Linked DNA regions of Sus scrofa: region 1 is linked to region 2. Evidence: chromatin contacts called from public HiChIP or PLAC-seq data. All regions are on one chromosome and are shown on one strand. Each heading gives the region's core, a stretch centred on a gene start, on an enhancer-like site or on the middle of the called end of the contact. The rest is flanking DNA. Distances are from core to core; before and after follow the strand shown. Region 1 overlaps DPF3 (zinc finger protein DPF3). Region 2 overlaps RGS6 (regulator of G-protein signaling 6).

Region 1 (5,976 bases), core at 1,747-4,246, 250 kb before region 2:
AATGGAAGCAGAAGTCGAAGTGATACAATGCAGGAGGGAGCCACAGATCAAGGAATGTGAGCAGCCTCTAGAAGGTGGAAAAGACAAGGGAAGCAGATTCTCCCCTACAGCCTCCCAAGGGAATGTAGCCTTGTCAACACCTCAGTTTTAAACCCTTTAATACACATTTCAGATTCTGATCTCCAGAACTGTCAGATATAAATCTGTGTTGTTTTAAGGCACCAAGTTTGTGGTCATTTGTTACTGCAGCCATGGAATACCAGTATACCACCTTTCCCCATGTCCTGTTGAATATTCCAAAATTCTAGCTTGCTAAGGTTTTCCTCCCTTGTGACCAAGTGCCCTTTATTTTTTAATCTTTTTAAAATTCTTTTGCTTTTTAAGGCTACACCTGCCGCATATCTAGGGGTCAGTTTGGAGCTGCAGCTGCTGGTCTGCACCACAGCCACAGCAACACTGGACCAAGCCACGCCTGCGACCTACATCACAGCTCATGGCAACGCTGGATCCTTAACCCACTGAGCAAGGCCAGGGATAGAACCTGCATCCTCATGGTTCCTAGTTGGGTTCATTACCACTGAACCACCATGGGAACTCTTCAAGTGCCCTTTAAGCAAGGAGGATAGGTGCCCTTAACCCACTAGTGGGGAGATCTGTGCTATGAGTTTGGTTCCTGCTGGTGTGATGGTTTTCACTGAATCACCCACACACTTGTGGTTGTGCTTCTGACCACTGACTTACTGGCTAGACAGCTGACTGGTGGTGGGAGTGCAATCTGAGCCAATCACCTTGAGCTATTTCATATTTTAATACATTCTGACACTGTTCATCCTTGTGGACAGAAAGGCCAGTGGGACAGAAGATACTGTCTGGGGGTGACCCCAGCTATCTTTTCTGCAGTGAGTGGAGGTGGGACCCCACATCATAGTAATAACAGTTAATATTTAGCAATCACTTTTCAATCACTTCCAGTGAGGTTATCGTATCTGCGCTCAGTGATCTTGTGAGGAGGGTCCTATTATCCCCATTTTACGGATGAGGAAAGTGAAGCTCAGAGATGTCACCAAGTCAGAAAGCCAATAAATGAGATCTGGGACTCAAAGTTGGCCTCCTAATGCCAGCACCCAGCCCTTCCCTGAAATGCCTTGCTGCCTCTCATGTGGCATGGCATGCATGACATAGGCACTCCTTACACGTTTGCTGGCTAAATGAATGAGTGGCTGTCACTGATAGGCCAGGGACAGCTTTGTGAAGCCTCATCCAGAGGTGGCATGGTAGACCGAGGGGCTGCCTGGAAACCCAGCTGGACAGCAAGGAATTTACTCCTGCAGGTGCAAAGGTGTAATACGAAGCTGGTTATTTCCTTTAGCATCTTGTACCTGGACTCTCAGGCAGGCCCAACGAAATTCTTGTTGAGTTCATTGGTGTCTTCTCCCCAGCAGAGCTCCAGGCACAGAGCAGGAGGTGGGGATGGTGATCTCTCAAGGTCTCCCTTTTCCTGGGGCTTCCCTCACCCCGTCTTTGGATGCTCCAAATGGCCCAGCTAGGGTTGGGAGTGTGGGCTTGTTAATTTCCTTTCTTCCTCCTTGAATATGGACGAGAGATGGGAGGAGAGAGTGATGATGGAGTTAAACTTGGTGTGAAGCTGCAGGGGGAGCCCATTTGGCCTTTGCCTGCCCAGAAATTACCCACATCCCTAATAGACTGGCAGCTTGTGTGGATGCTTCCTCCCTTTTGCTTTCTTTTATGTCTTGCTTTTGTGAGAGAGAAGATGATTTACCACTGAGGAGGCTCATGCCAGTTAATGAATAGAAGGCAGGTGACCCCCGATGCCTCTGCCCCTCCCGCCTTCCGCAGGAAGGTCTTGTCAGCCCTAGTGGTCTTCTTTGCCCAGCCAGGTAAGATGGGACGATGCTGCTTTGTTAAATTGCCCCATGACTGCTGTCTGACAGTGTCTGGTCCCTTCCTTTCCAAATCTCCCTCAAGTTATTACTTCATTTGCAGCACCGGTCAGAGCAGGGCAATTCTATTGACTTTCCTTCTTTCGTTCTCAGTTTCCCTGTATATTAATTGGGTCTAATCACGTTTGCCATTCTCCTGTCTTTAGAGGAGATTACATTTTGGGTGTTTAATGGGAAAGGTGGGAAGTGTTTTGGATTGGAGTGTGAGTATTCAAATTCCAGCAGTGTACAGATTTAAAACCTAGGTTTCTGTGTTTCAGTATTTTTTTTTTTTTAAAGAACATTTTTGGTTCTGGATGTTTTCCAGTCTATAAAATGCTGTGGGAGCCATTCACCTAGAGATGTCACATCAATGATTTAAGATTTAGAGGGACTGAAGGAGAGGAGATTCAGGACAGCACTGGAGATTTGGGCCCCATCTCACGCTGGGTCACTGGAAATGGCCTCTGCTAATTGGACCTTGTCCTGTCAGGACACATCATTCAGGGCCATGGCAATACCCGAGCCTGGTGGGGGTGGAACAGTCTGTAGGAGCAGGTGTCACTGCTGCGGGGTCCTGGGAGTGAGTGCTTTGTTACCCTAGGGAACATGCCAGCCAGCAGTCATGTGGACGGAGGTCAGGAGGCTGTGCTGAGCTGGGTTCTCCAGGAGCAGGGACTATTTTGGGCTGTGTGGTGGCAGAGCTTGTGTGTGTGTGTGTGTGTGTGTGTGTCCTCAAGAGTGTATGTCCTCCAAAAATCACTCTCAAGGCAAAAAATGTGTTTTATTTTTTTTTTATATCACCTTCCATAAAAGCAAAAAAAAAAAAAAAAAAAAGTCTTTAGTCCTCAAATTGTGCTAATGGGGAAGAGAAATTTTGGTTGCAGGGTGGAGGGTCTAGGTCCCACAGCAGGAAGCTTTCTTCCCTTTTCGTTGCCACCTAGTCCCTCTGCTCTCCTCTCCACGAGTTTCTGCGTGACCGTCCTGGGCCTGGGCCTGGAGTGTCCGAGTCTGTGAGTGAGCTTTGTGGAAATGGTGGCGTGTGCCCGAGGATGAGCACACGGCTCCCTGCTGACTTTGCAGGAAGGAGCCTGGGGACACATTCCAGTTGCCCGGCTGCTCAGCACTTCCTGGGGCCAAGCTGTGTCATGCCCCTTGGACGAATGACGCCAGGCAGCACGGAGCCCTCCACACCCTTCCGTAGCCCGGGCCCCACTCCACCTGATTCCCTTCTAGCCGGTGACTCTGAGCTGCCCGCCCAGACTGCAGTCCGTGGCCCTCCTGCAGAATGAAGGGCTGGGCCGTGAGGCTGCGTGGACCGGCGGGAAATGGAAGTCTGTGGACAAGGGCTGACCTGTATTCTCAGCCCAGCTCTGCCACTTAGTAGCTTCATGACTTGGGTTAAATCCCCGGTCCTCTTTGAGCTACCATTTTCTCATCTGTGAATTCTAGAGGAAATGTCTGCATGTGGCAGCTGAGTTCTGTACCTGCCACCCTGCTGTGGTCCAACAAATGGTACATGGTCACCAAAGCTGGGAGGTTGGCTCTGTTGGAGTTGCTGGCGCACCATCGGCAGGGTCCCCCAACAGCCCTCCCAGGCGGAGCGTGAGCCCAGCAAAGGAGACCCCTGGCCTGAACTTGATAATCTCTGTCTTCATCCTAGTCCCGGGCAGCCCGCTTGCTGCGGTCCTTGCAGAGTTGCCCTGGGTGCCCCTGTCCCCCCATTATTGTCCCAGTGGTTGGCAAAGAGCAGAGGCCGCCAGGAAAACCTTCCAGCCAGCAAGTCGATGTTTATTTATAGGTCTTAGAGGGAGACGGTCCTCAAGCTGTGAGGATGGACCTGGCGGAGGCAGCTGCAGTGAGCAGGGGCGGCGGGGAGGGGGCAGTGACTGGGGGGGGGGGACTGGAGGAGGTGCATACGGCAGATGAGATTTGTGTGTTGGACACTCAGGGTCCCAGCAGAAAGTGGCACATTCACCCAGAGTCAATGAGGAGTATTTAGTAAGATAGCTATTTATAAACGTATGGGTAGGGGGCATACAAAGGGGTGGTCAAGGGGAGAGGGGAAGGTCACTGGGATGGCGGAGGGTAGCAGTGTGGAAAGCTCTGCCTAACAGGAGTTGTGACCTTCAGTAGAAGATGCAGCCACCCCACAGTCACCCAGCGACGAGGCAGCTGGGGAAACGAATACTGCATCTCGCTCTCTTCCTTCTCTCTGATCTGCCATGGGCACCAGCTGCTGGCCCAGGCCACCAGAAGCAGAGGAGAGGGATACGTGGCTGACCATACAGGACTCCAGGTGGAGAGAGACCTGGAGGGGCCAATGGAAGAGTCTAGGGGAGGCAGAGAGAACGGGTGGTGATGGGGGACCTCTCCCAGCTTCTGTGTGGTCTTGGTGAGCATGTAATCTCTCTAGGCCTCAGTTTCCTCATCTATAAAATGGGAACAATAAAGACATTTTCTGTCTCATAGTGGGGTGCAATGAAATACTAAGTATTCAGCAAGGTTTCTGGTACACTGTAAAGGCTCCACAAATGAAGATTGAATGGTTTACATGAAAATTTCAGCCTAGCAGCCACCATGCATTGTGTAAAGCCTGGTGGGGTATCATATACCCAGTGCCTACAGGATGTTTATCAGGTCTCATCTATGCCAGGTACCCAGGCTTAGGCACTGGGAAGGCGGGAGCAAACGAAGCTTTCTCCCAAAGAGCTCAAGTACCTAGTGTGTGGGTGGGGGAAGACAGGTAGCAAGTACATATAAATAAAATAATTGTTGATAGTTGGCAAAGTGCTAAAAAGACCATAAACCAGAGTGATGGCTTAAGAATGGGCTCTGTGTTGGAGTTCCCATTGTGGTTCGGAGGGTTAAGGACCAGATATAGTGTCTGTGAGGATGTGGGTTCGATCCCTGGCCTCGATCAGTGGGTTAAGGATCCAATGTTGCCACAAGCTATGGTGTAAATCACAGATGTGGCTTGGATCCTATGTTGCTGTGGCTGTGGCATAGGCAGGCAACTGCAGCTCCTATTTGACCCCTAGCCCAGGAACTTCCATGTGCCACAGGTGCGGAAGTAAAAGGGAAAAAAAAGTAAGAAAAAAAAAAAAAAGAATGGGTGTTCAGGATCAGGCATTCAGGGAAGGCCTCTCTGAGGGAATGGTCTGAGCCTCTTGGGAGGAACAGGAGCAGTCAGCTCTGCAAAGATGAGGTGATGGTGCCTGTAGAGGGAGCTGCAGGTGCAAAGGCCCTGAGCCAGGAGGAGACTGGTGTTTCTGGAGCATACAGGCAGCATCTCCCTTTGGGTAAACAGGAGGACGGGCACCTATGAATGCACCATGACCATTAGCTGTTGGCTGTTCCTATCATCACTTTAAAAAAATGATTATTTTAGAAAAGTGTGGACTAAATAAGTGGGTAGATGCAATATAAAATGTTCTGATGGATCAACAAACATTTACTGCCAGGGCAACATGGGGTGGAGTGGTGAAGAGCCAGATTCTGAGATGACACGGCCACTCTTTAGGTGACCCTGGACTCATGACTTACACTGTCTGAGCCCCAGTGTCCTCACCTGTATGATGGGGGGTAGGAAGAGCAGCTCTGTCATGGGGCTGGTGTGCAGATGTAATGCATCACTGTTTCACTGGAATAGAGCCTGGCCCAGGAAGTGGCATCACTAAGGCTCAGGAGCAGGCGCAGTGCCAGCACAAGGGGACGTGAGCCAAGGACTGCCCTCAAGGAGCTCACAGTTGGGCTGGACATGTGTTTAAAGAGGTCTTGGCCACCCAAGGCAGTATGTGATAGTTACTGAATACATGGTCAGACCATTACTGGAGGGAGGCATCATTGGAGGGCTCAGGTGGGGATGGGAAGGTTCTGAGGAAGGACGTGAAGACAGATAAATACAAAATTATTATTATTATGTATTTTTTAGGGCTGTATTTGCAGCACATGTAGGTTCCCAGGCTAGGGGTCCAATTGGAGTTGTAGCTTCTGGCCTATACCACAGCCACAGCAACACCAGATCTGAGCCATG
Region 2 (6,713 bases), core at 1,245-3,744:
GGAAAGTGACTGCAGATATTGCCCCAATGAGGCCCATTCCTGTCTGGGGCTGTGGTGACTCCGCTCAGGTCAAAATGCTTTGACTGTGACTAGGGGGTATGGCAGAACTATTGCCTTTTACCCTGCCCTGTTCCCATCCAGGGGGAGCCAGCAAACAAACAAACACTCAAGGGTCTTTCTCTCATTGGCCTTCGGGTAACATCACCCAACGATCACACGGCTCTGAGCTCTTTTCAGCTTCCCTTCGGGGGCCCAGTTAGCCTTCTGCCTCACAGGGAAGTTCCCCAGGTTGTTCCCACCTATGGATTTGTATCCCGCCCTCCTTCCACGATACCGCGCTTCCCAAACTCGGTTTGAACCACAGGCGCTCACTTGCCACGTAGGAAAACGGGGAAGATCCCTGCATTGCTTTGACCAGGAACTCATTTTGGGAGAAGGCCACGACCAGCTCACCTCTCAGCCTTCAAAGTCAGACCCTGAGCTCCCTGACTTCGAACCCTCCAGTTTGGACAAAGGCAGACGTGAGTCTCTTCTCCTTGACTGTGACACTGGCAGCTTGGTCCCCTTCCTAGGTTCCTGCTATTCCAAAACCTGATGAACCAAGGCCTAGAGGTTTCTCTCCTGGCCCTTGGGGGGTGCCGCCGGTCCCCTGGTAGCTCCGAGGTGGATCCTGTCCTCTGTGGATGCAGGCGCCCTGTCCCCTCCGTGGTCAGCACGCCCCGCTGTTCATCCCACTGAGATCCCTGCGGTCGGTCACCTTCCCCCTCGGCCTTCTCACTGGACAGATGGGAAGCCCATGGCCATTTTCACGTGGCTGCCTGGGGACCGGTGCCAGAAATCTGACTGTACGAGGGACATGGAACAGGCTGAAATTCCACACCCCATCAGCCACTTCTACAGTGAGAGCTCCTTCTAGAAGGACGTCTCTCCTGAGTAGGGAGTGGGGGGAGGCTCGGTTATGGCAAAGGGCTGCAGGTCAGCTCCCAAAATAGATTCCCGCCTGGCACATCCATCCACAGTGTGCCCCCAGCCTGCCTTGCGGGAGACTGGCAGGGATGCGATTTGGATCTGAATCAGTGGCTGTAAACACACAGCTGTGCCTTTCTGCCTCACAGGAGTTTTTCACTTGGCTGCTCGGCACATCGGGGTCTGGGGACGGCAGGGGAGGGCTGGTGAGGGGAGGAGGAGCCGTTTTGCACAGCCTAGCTGTCCCCTCTGTCAGGAGGCTGAGTCACGGCTGCATTTTTTTTTTTCTCGGAGTGAGCACTCCACGGGAAGGGCATCTGGGGCTGGTTTTGGTTGACAGGTTGAACCATCAGCGGCAACAGGTGGGGGTTCCTCCTTCCAAGAGAAGTGGCAGGGTCTAGGGCTGAGTTTTTCAAAAATGCCAACAACCTCTGACTCTTTGTGATGAATAAAAAATCTCCCCTTCCTCAGAGTTTTCAGAAAGCCCCTCACCCCACCCCCTGCCACGGACTTTATCTGTCTTCTCAGGATCCCGCCAACCAAGCTGATTTGGCTGTCTTACATCCTAGTTGGTTTATAAAAAATAGACTTTTCCATGTTCATGTTCCAGCTACAAACTATAACATTAATTTTTTTTTTTTCAAACTTCACTTGGATCCAAGGTGGAGAGAGAGGGAGAGAGAGCAGAGGAGGCTTGACCCTCCGTGGCATGTACCCGGGATAACGTGCTTTCTGGTGACCTCTTTTTTGTCATCTCTAAGAGGGGACAGAGGTGAGCTGGCCCGGTGTTCTCCAGGGAACCGGAAGGTGTGGTAGCGGGTGAGCAGCAGAGTGGTGCTGAGATCCTCAGATGCTCACACATCGCTTTTCTCCCACGCCCCACAACACATGGGGTAATGCTGTAGCACCCACACTGGAGCCCATCCTTCTGCCCACCTGATCTCCCCTGGCTGGGCATCCATCCCGGAGGGGTGGGGACACCAGAACTGGGGAGGTGGACAGGATGTGTGATGCTCACTTGGTCTCTATGACCTCTCCCTCCCTGGCCTCCAGAGGGTCACACTGCAGAGTGAGCCCCAAAGGGTGGAAGTGTCAGGGCCTGTGGGTCGGCACCCCGCCCCCCGCTCCGCCCCACATGACACTCAGTTCCATCAGTGCTTTAACTGCAAATCCTCGTCGAAGGATTTTAAATACACACCCAATTCCATTCTATCCCGGGTTTACTTCCCAGCCTCAAAGGTAGGCAGCCGCTTTCTGGGGAGAAAGGCAGCTCCTCTCCTGCTCAGGGATGATTAGCATAACTCGAAAAATCTAAGGCTAGAGAGAAGCACAGACCCATAGCACATCCCAGCTGAAAAGGTCCACGGAAATGTTCTCGTCCATGCCGGTGAACACAGGAGAAAACCAGGGCCCAGAGAGGGCTAGCGAGGGGTCTGAGGTCACACTGCCAGCAAGCTGGAGCCACTCTGTACGGGAGCTGCTGAGGTCGCATTTCAGAGTCCCAGGGGAAGTCCTTGTTGGGCAAGTGAGGCAAGTTTTCACGCTCTCCCTCCCAAGCTCTGCGACAGAATCCATCCTCCTCCCTCTCTAGGCAGGGTCCCAGCATTGCTGGACCTCTGAGATGGGAGAGGCTGGCATTACAATCTGTGACCCACTTGTCCCACCGGGGCCCAAGCACAGTTTGCAATCAAAAGCAGCTCTAAAGATTTTTAGCCAATTGTTCCTTGCCGGAGGCCCGAAAGGATTTTTTTCCACTGAGGTCAAAGCCCTCTGGGGCTCTGCTGAGTCTAGGTATTTGAGAACTCATTCCGCCAGAGTGCAGGCTCTGCCCCGCGAGGCGCTGAGGGGGAGGGGGCGACAGGCTCCCTCTGGGAAGGAGATGCCGTGCCTGGTGGGCTGAGCACCCTGGCTGCCTGCCCTCTGCCTCGCCTGCCAGGAGGCTCAGCACCTGGGCAGGGGGCTGGGGGGCTCCTTCCTGCAGAGCTGCCTGGGAGGTGGGGGAGGTGAGCTGCCAGCGTTCTAGCTCTCATTAGCTTTTCCTTGGCTTTTGGTTGGGGCGGGAGGAAAGGGGGAGGCCGAGCGGGTGACAGCTGGCTCCCAGAGCGTCCCGGCCTCCATCTGACTTTCTTGCCGCATTCCTTGGCAGGCAGGACCGAAACGCTTGTTGTGGAGGTGCCGCTTGGCACACGCCGAGGCTCCCTCGGCTCCCGCTCCTTGCTGTTTCCATCCCAAGGAGCACCTTGGCCAAGCCCACCTGTGCTGCCCTCTTAGGAAGGGGATGAAGGCCTGGTCATCATCTCTGCTCTCCCCTGAGGCCTCCGGCGCTTGCTTGGGCATCAGCAACCCCATATCCCATCTTGGGAGCGAGGCTCCCAGGAGGGCAGCAACGATGTCCTAGGAGGCTGATGCCACCATCACTAGGGGCTGCCGCTCCTCCGGGGACCTGTGCACAAAAGGACCTTTTCTAGCTTTCCCTTCCCAGGCTGGAGTTCTCATCAGATGGCTTTGGCCACCGTCCTAAAAGGGACAATCAAATTGCTGCTCTTAATGGCCCCTGGCTCCCTCTTGCCCTTGTCCCACGCATCTGCTGTCCTCTAGGTCAGGGTCGGGTCCTGGGAGGCCCTCCCTGCTTCGTGACAGACCCTGAAGGAATGAGCATGCCTAAGAGAGGGCAGAGGGATGGAGAGCCTTTCGGCTTTTGCCACCCTCCCACCCTCACTGTCCCTGTAGACAGCAAAAGCAGGAAGACGGTGGAGGCCGGCAGGCCAGCCGGTGCTGAGCAGTAGGAAGCGGTCTTTAGTTAGAGAAGAGCCTCCTCCGGACACTCAGCAACACCTGGGACCTCCCACCAGTGAGTCTGAAGAGGAGACGGAAGGTGATCAAGCAACCCACAGATGTTTCTTACTGTGACTTTCATATTTCACAGCCACTGTGAAGGGGAGCTTCCCAGTGGACAGTGCATGGGAGAGACAGGCTCCATCCAGTTGACCTGAGGTCATGTCTGCCTCTCCCCTGACCTGAGGGGCTGCTGTGTGTTACAGCTCTTCCTGGGCCTGGGGCTTCTGGGACCAGGGCCACCGTGTACAATGGTGTGAGTTGTCCACTGCGCAAGGGCATTCATTCAGCTGTGCTTTGCTTGGTGAGCTGGGCATCTGTGGAGGTGGGCCCATCAGAGGAGGTCCTACTTTCTGCTCTGAATAGAGGAGTGGTCTGGGCTAATTGTATCAGGCCATGGACTTTCAGTGATGTTTGCTGCTGAACCTGGGCCTTCCCTGTCCAAAAACAAGCTTTTAAGCAAGCTCTGTGGCTCCAGGAGGCCAAGCTACATGATGCCTCGGGAGAGCCTATCCCTCCACATTTGCTCTGATATTCAAGTTCAGGGTGACTCCCAGTGAAGCTTCTACTGGCAAGAGCAGCTCACCTAGAAATGCCTCTGTTGGGGATTGTAAGGCTCCTCTGCACCCAAACTAGCTTGGCCCCAGTGGCTTCCACGAACCACGTGGAACTACTCCCTAGGATCTCGTGTAAAAAGAGGCATCCGTGTCATCTGTGTCCTCCATATCATGAGACAGCTCAGTCTCGGAAAGAACAATTTGCTTTCCTCAAATGTTCCTCCTTTACCAAAAAAGAAAAAAAAAAAAAAAAGAAAGGACCTTGGCATGGGATTCTAGATCCAGGTTCAGTCCTGATAAGAAGTTAGCCAACTGAGATAACCAGCCATCTGGATCAACATTTCTTGCCACTGGTTAGTCTCACATGGCAGCTGGCTTCACATCCTGGGTCCAGCTTCACTCCCTCATGGTCCCATCATTAGCCCCATGACATGGATGGTCTTTTTACACGTATTTCCCAGCACCAAGAGGATGCTATTGAACTAGCCTTGCATTGAGGTTCACAGTTTGCAGTATGGAGCAGATGAAATAGTCATGTAGACCTTCTTTTAGAGAAACCACACACTTCATGTATATGGTAGCCAGAACATGGCTATCACATTGCAAACCATGTTGTTGGCTGGTTAGTTTCCTTTGACCAGCGCACGGGGCAGTGGAGACCGTATTTTTGGGTTCCAGCCTCAGGTACTCTGAGAGTTGCTACTGGGCTACGGCTGTGCACCATTTCCTCAAATACAGTCTCATCTTGAGGAGGATGTGGCGTTACCCCAAGAGCATAGGGAGTATAGATGGATGGATACAAATCCATCTCCACCTCCATCACTGGAAGCAGATAATCGGAACGCACTACCCACTAGAGTCGTCATAGAAAAATAGCAGGGGATTTAGGAATTTTTTGGTTTTGAAGCTTGGGCCTTCCTGAAAATAGATTCTGAAGATCTCAGGAACTTGGGAGATTTTTCTCCTTTAGGTGGCCCTGCAAACACCTGTGTGAGTGCTCCCACGGGCACACTTCAAATGCCTGGAAGGCGTCTGGTACTTTCTCACTGCAAACACTTTGTTCACAGACCTTGGAGAGCCACTGGACCAACACCACTTCTGGGATGAAAGGACAGCAATAAACGCTCTTCACAGAGCTTCAGTGCGATCATGCTGGCGTTCCCCATACCCATGTCTCATGAAAAGTGGCCTGGAGATGTCTGGATGCCTCATCCGAGGACCAGCCTTCCTTTCTCACACCCTCAGCCCATGCTGTCAACTTGACTTCAGGGCCTCCTTGGGCAGCAGCTGGAATTCTGCTTTTTCTACAGTTCACCCTGGGCTTGTCAACAAAATCCCTAAACATCCTCTACCCACAGCCTTCAGGCCGCCGAAGAGACGGGGGAGGGGCTGGGAGCCCGGCACCATCTAGCAGCCTCCTCGGGGGGTGGAGGAACGCCTCCTGGCCTTGCCTCTAACAGCCCGTGGCACCGTCTTGGTGTGTGAAGCCCTGTAGCCATGGCAAACCAGCAGCCATGGAGACAGACAGGGGACCAGCGGGCCTTACATTCTGCAAGTTCTGATTTCTCATGAGGAGAGAGAAGGTCAAAGGAGAGATGGGGTGAACACCCATATTTTAATCACTACCCCCTGGATTCCTGGGACGTTTACTCCTAGCACATTCAAAATCATGTTTAAATCCAGTTAAAATGCATCTCTCTCTAATAGGTAAATGACCAGGTTGTTTTCAACCCAAATTCTTAGAAACTTTGTTAAAAGGATGAAATAAGGATGCTAATGACAGAGTAGTCAGGTGTCCAAGGACTTTCCTCTTCGAGTGGGGAAAAAGGCAAGTTAGCATCGGTGGGCTTCCACCCTTTGGGAAGGGAAGTTTGGCCAGTTCCATGCGTGGGATCCCTGCTCCCCGGCTGCCATATTGGTTTGCCCTGGTTTGCTGTGAACAGTGCAAGCTGGGTCCCATGAACTCAGCAGCTCGTTTTAGAGGAAGGAGGGGCTGAGCGAGACTGAGTGCTTCTGGTGCACCGAGGCCCAGGCCCCAATCTTACAGAGAACACGATGGCAGGGGAGATGGGCCTGTGCTGTTCTGCAGACCACAGCACAGAATCTCCACCATGCGCCATGGGGGCAGACCCACCCATGGCCACTCCATCCCATGGCCACTGCCCTCCTCTCCCTGTCACGCTATGCAAATGAGGCTGACAAGGAGCTGCCGGGACTCATGCAGAGGCCACTCACACTCACACGCACGCACACACACACACACACACACACCAGCTGGACCACATTGCTGGAACCCATGCAGCAGGGCCGCTTTCCGCACACGCAAAAGCCGCCTAGGTAGCAGCATCAGCTCGC

Evidence for each region. HiChIP or PLAC-seq counts read pairs in DNA pulled down with a chosen protein or histone mark.
Region 1: an H3K27ac HiChIP or PLAC-seq map of skeletal muscle shows a contact between it and region 2. The contact joins two enhancer-like sites. A contact is called at or near these places in 1 of 47 Hi-C or Micro-C datasets (psoas muscle) and 1 of 2 datasets of contacts at active chromatin or transcription factors (skeletal muscle).

The regions. Positions count from the first base shown.
Region 1 is chr7:96,157,146-96,163,121 of Sscrofa11.1, reverse strand. The region is part of intron 1 of DPF3 (zinc finger protein DPF3); the gene reads left to right. Among named protein-coding and RNA genes, the nearest start is that of DPF3, 94 kb to the left of the region's middle. Within about 2 kb of position 2,996, at least 6 of the 83 cell types and tissues checked have an H3K27ac peak or open chromatin away from gene starts, as enhancers often do. A contact at or near this core is called in skeletal muscle, where this site is marked.
Region 2 is chr7:95,905,107-95,911,819 of Sscrofa11.1, reverse strand. The region is part of intron 17 of RGS6 (regulator of G-protein signaling 6); the gene reads right to left. Among named protein-coding and RNA genes, the nearest start is that of DPF3, 350 kb to the left of the region's middle. Within about 2 kb of position 2,494, at least 18 of the 83 cell types and tissues checked have an H3K27ac peak or open chromatin away from gene starts, as enhancers often do. A contact at or near this core is called in skeletal muscle, where this site is marked.